2 separate regions of the Gossypium arboreum genome follow, and region 1 is linked to region 2. A link is a contact called in public Hi-C data. All regions are on one chromosome and are shown on one strand. Each heading gives the region's core, a stretch centred on a gene start, on an enhancer-like site or on the middle of the called end of the contact. The rest is flanking DNA. Distances are from core to core; before and after follow the strand shown. Region 1 holds the start of LOC108477397 (polygalacturonase QRT3). Region 2 holds the start of LOC108478350 (VQ motif-containing protein 22).

Evidence for each region. Hi-C and Micro-C count contacts between places; a contact is called where the count stands out from the background.
Region 1: a contact with region 2 is called in a Hi-C map of leaf, with 2.6 times the contacts expected there. The contact joins the promoter of LOC108477397 here to the promoter of LOC108478350 in region 2. A contact is called at or near these places in 3 of 5 Hi-C or Micro-C datasets (all in leaf).

The regions. Positions count from the first base shown.
Region 1 is chr12:10,160,775-10,163,474 of ASM2569848v2, reverse strand. LOC108477397 (polygalacturonase QRT3) reads left to right here and starts at 1,448. Exons shown (of 3, transcript XM_017779931.2): 1 at 1,448-1,936; 2 at 2,042-2,269. The coding sequence starts at 1,751.
Region 2 is chr12:10,026,773-10,029,472 of ASM2569848v2, reverse strand. It overlaps LOC108478350 (VQ motif-containing protein 22), which reads left to right and starts at 1,257. Exons shown (of 2, transcript XM_053023432.1): 1 at 1,257-1,918; 2 at 2,027-2,445. The coding sequence starts at 1,469. The coding sequence ends at 2,089.

The DNA of each region.
Region 1 (2,700 bases), core at 199-2,698, 130 kb before region 2:
TTTAAAAAAAGCGTACAGGTATATAAGGGTGAGTATTCGTTCAATCGAATGAAAACTTCGAGTTAATTGAATTTACTGAGTCCTATTTTATCATCCTAACTTAATTTAAATTTTTTAAATTGAGTCGAGTCGAATCGAATCAAGTGAATTTGTTCAAGTTAAATTAAAAAAGTAAACATGTCAAATAAAAATATTATTATAATATAACTAATTTCATGCTAAATCACGTAAATTTGAAATAATATATATTTGAAAAACTTTTTCAAAGTAAAAAAAAAAGATACTTGAGTATCATAAATTTGAATATTAATTGGGTCACAAAATTTTTAAATTTTAACTTATATATATATATATATATATATATATATATAGAATTTTTACAATATAAATTTTGAATTTTTATAAATATTTTAAATTTAAAAATATATTTTAAATTTTTTGTAATTTTGTTAAGAGAAAGATTAATTTGCTTATCTTCAAAGTTGATAATGACCAAAAAGATATTCACACTGATCTAATATTCAAATTATTCAAGTTATTCGAATTGTGCAAATTCAAATCGAATTGAACTCAAAACTTAAATCAAATTATCTAAATTTTGATTAACTTAAAGTTTAAATATTTTTTAATTTTTTTAATCAAATAAATTTTGCTCGACTTACAAGTACATGCTGAACGTCAATTATTGCGGTCTGCAACCTCAACTATCCGCATTAATGCCAATATTAACCATTGTTGTTCATATTTATGTTCACTTTTTCCTAGTAAACTAACAAATGTCCTAACCAGTCTTGACTCTTGCTTTACTATTAAAACAATATAATAGTGGATTTTGGTATATTAATATTTGATTACATTGAAAAAGAAACATTGCTGCCGGGCATCCTAATATTTGCGCCACGCTTCTCCTCTTGGTTGGTTGGTGCAGGTGATGGATAAAAGATTGAAATTAAATTATATATTTTTATAATAGTGAAAATATAATTTTATTATTTTAATAATTTATATTTTTATAATTTTTAAAAGATTAAAATTAATTTTTATTTTTTTGAAAGGACGAAAATATAATTTTACTATTACTAATTTAAAATTTTATAAATTATAAAAATTTAATTTAAAATTTTACCATTTTCTCGTATGTCTATATGTTCATCAAGAACATGATTACATTATTTGTATCTCTTTTTAATAGTTTAATGTCATATTAATATTTTTATTTTGACAAAATTAAAATCAAATCCAAATAGAAATATTAAAATTTAAAATAAAATTATTAATACCATGTTAAACTAGTACTATCACATGAGACAGGAATGGAACTTTACTAACAAGTTACAAAATTTTTTAAGTCTAAAAGTTTATTTTCCTTGGACTGTTTTGTGATTGGACAGGCTCAACACCGTCCATCCATACTGGTTATAATTAATTCCTTGCAAAACATTTGATCAGAGTGGACCCAAGTATGTTTTAAAGGAAATTAAGGGCATTCACAGTTCAAATAATTTAATTTTACTTTGATTTTCTTTCCTAGTTAACACAACCCTTTTAGGTATGGAAGTAGGAGTAGTAGTGCACCTAAAATACTGACCAAAGGGCAAATGCCATGACATAAGTTAAGTCCCCCCCAAGCCAAAACCGAACCTGCTCCATTCCCGCGTTGCAAAAAGTAACAGTTTCTTTCCTTCATAACCCCCTTCTCCCTTCCTCTCTCTCTCTCTGATTCTGAGTGAATTAAAAAAACCCAGTACAAATGACTAAGAAACCCTACTCAGCAGCATCCTTCTACCTAATCATGTTGTTGCTGTTGCAGGAAACTAGTTGTTCCACCGGCATCAGGCAAGACAAGTTATTTGAACTTGGATCAAAGTTACAAGAGCTGGCATCGCCACCTTCTGTTCCTCTCCATCTCCACTCCTTAGACTCAGTCACCAAAAATGTAAGACTTAGAAACTCCCTACATTTTTTATCTTGTATGCAAATAACATTTGAGGTGTGGGCTTAATTTGTTGAATTGTGCCCGGGGTTGGGGGGGGGGGGTTAGAATGGAAGAGTGTTCTACCCAATTGCGTACGGGGCAGACCCTACTGGGGTGCAAGAGAGCAGTGACGCCATTTCGCAAGCGCTGAATGACGCTTTCCAGGTCCAAACCACTCTCCAAATGCTGCCTGGCTTGAAGGACTTGGGTGGTGTCGTCATTGATTTGCTCGGCGGAAGCTACAAAATCAGCAATCCTATAAGGTTTCCTTCTTCTGGGGGAGCCAATATTGTGGTTAGTTTATACCCATCTCATCTATACAGACATACATACATACATATGAATTTTTTACATATATACTTAAATTTGGTGAGCCAGATGGAATATTTTTAAATATAAGTAATTGGTTTTTTCCCAAATAGATATTTACAAGATTTTAAATATCTAATTTATTTCTCTGAAGTATGTGACTTTCAAGCCATGTGTTGTGCCTAACGTAGTTTAGTGGTTAAACTTTCTAGAATTTATTTGGTATAAGTTTGAACTTTCAAGACAAGCAAGCTGAAAAGACTTTGGAGGCTTATGGGCTCGCTTTTGCAGCAATGCATGTGCTGTCTATGCCACGTTGCCTCTACACACTGGTTGGTCCGCCTTTCCAAATGGAATGCAAGTGAAATATTTCCATCCAATGAAGAATCTCCCTTTCAAAAGTGAAATATTTCCGA
Region 2 (2,700 bases), core at 8-2,507:
ATAAGCCGTTGTAGGTTGAAGGCATTTAATCTGAGTCACATGGTAGATAGTGTAAAGCCACATACAAAGAGGCAGAGAGGAGTGATTAACACTTGGTCAACTTCTATCTTAATTCCATACTGTTCATCTTTGACCAATTACCATCATCCATTTTCTTAATTTGGTGATGGTCAAAACAAAAGAATATAGTAATAGTCGTCGTTTCCACACTTCAATAAAAGAAGCGAAATTTCCCCCCCATCTTTTCCCATTCATACAACCAATGCATTTTGGGTTAATAATGAGTATAACGAATATGGAAAATAAAGCAAATAAAATGGAGTTCATCTGACAAGCCAAACAAACAAATATCAAAATTCAGCATTTATTTCCTTTCTTTTGACTGACTCCCCTGCTGAAAATACCACTCATAAGTAATCTTATCTCATCAGCTTGCTTAACAAGCAATAAATCCCATCTGAGTTCCTAATAATATTAGAAAAAAGAAGTCGAATTGGCATCCTTAAAGTAAAACTAGTATTCGCACGAGCTACAATTCCCTTATATTATATTAATCAAGTAGTACTATTTTATGTTTTTTCTGTAAATATGACCATAATGTAATCTCAACAATTATTAGTATATATGGTTTCTTGTTCTACTTGCTATCCGTTATGTCATCTTCATTATCAATATGCCCTGGACTGCAAACTTTCTTTATTTTTCTACTTCACGAGAAACCCATGGCAGCAACTCAGAAATAGCCAGCAAGCTATAATTACTTGTTTCTGTGTTTGGGTTTGATAGAAACTGATTTTGGATGTATTTATCATGAGATTGGCATGGAATAGGACTGATGTAAGAGGGCAATGTGGAAAATATGAATCTAGAAGCTTGCCCATTTTTATTATGTAGCTAGCCGGTATATTTGGTATGCTGACTTTTCAAAACCTACAATTTCCAATCTTGCATGTTGTTTGGGCAAATTCAGCCTCCTTTACTGGGAATTGCCTCTCACCAATTCAATTCAATTCAAACTCATCTATATTTGATCGTGTAAGACATGTATCGTCATGTTCTTATGTATACATGCAACTTAATGGAGAAGAAAAACGGAGGAAAATAACCACACTTTAAATTCATTTGTTATTTTCAAGCACTAGGTTGACCGAGAAGCAAAGACCCACCAAAAGCAAAGGTCTAAACTTAGCCTATAGGCATGTGATATGTTGATGATGACCCATTTGATAATTGATATTAACACACGTTGTTTCCAGGAAGCTGCTCTGCTTTGGGCTCAAGCAGTTTAATCTTCTCTGTAAGCAGGGTCAAGAGTATACCTGTTTACTTTGACCAGACATTATCTGTCACTAGTATATATGTATGAACAAATTGAAGCTAAAAGTTGTTCCTTTCTATAATCAAAGAATTCCCCAAAAAAAAAAAAAAAATAGCAGCGAAAATCAGTGAATAGATATTATTCCTTTCCATGAACACCTCTACGGGAACCTCCAGTGAATGGATGCAATTCTATGAACAAAGTATGGATGAAATGTCGGCATCATCATCCTTGGGATTCTCTGATGTTGATGCCACTATTGTAGCCTCTTCGGAGAGCAACCAGCTGAACCTTAGCTCAGGAAGAGATGATCAGTTGGCAAAGGGTTCTTCCCCAAAGCCAATAAGAAGGCGGGCAAGAGCTTCCAAGAAAACACCCACCACCCTTCTCAATGCTGACGCCAGCAATTTTCGAGCCTTAGTGCAACGATTTACTGGTTGTCCTACAACACCACCCCTTTCAACCAACAACAGAAGAGGCCCTATCAACTTGAACTTTGCTCTCGGGAGTGATCAAAATCAGAGCGGGACTGCAAGTTCCGTAATGCCAGCCGCTGCCAACGATTATTATTATCCACCAAGTCATCAACAACATCATGCGGTATCATTCCCCAATGTTCACCCCGATGCCTACTTTAGCTCTTCTAGCAGTAGAGCTAACGCCGATCAGATCCTCCACGATTTTGACTTGGATAATATTTCTTTGCAGGCGTTTAATAGGGACGTCCCTTACACCAATGAAAATGCAAATGATGGCAATTACTTCTTGTAAGTATTTATGTTTACTTAATCTACCCATTCATCACCTACTTTTGATGTCTTTATTCAAGTACTTGAATTTATTTAGTATATCTTTTGTCTGTATCCATATCATAGACAAGGAAACAGGAACTACAATTTCTTTACTTTGATCTTTGAAGGATATGAACAATAAACATTGAAGCAGTGTCTTCTTCTTCAGACAATACTATAAATTTGTTCATATAGGAATGTAATATAGCAGCGCAAACAAAAATAAGGGTTATTGTATAAATCTAACCCCATCAAGGGGCTTTACTTTTCCTTCATTCAAATTTGAATCCATCGCGCTATCTCACTTCGTTGGGCATTGGAGCTAAAATAAACAAACGACCATATACATACACAACACTTGTATAGTTTTGCTACAGAACACTCCCATCGTACAAGTTTATGATATCATCCACAACCAACAACAAGATAAGGAAGAAACCCAATAAATTATGGCAATGGATTAATAATTGATGACCATGAGTCTCATGCATGTACAATTTATTTTTATTTTATTGTTTTTCTCTAAAAAGTTAACAACGATGATACATAAGGTTGCACACTGAACCAATGAAAACATGTCATCTCTCTACC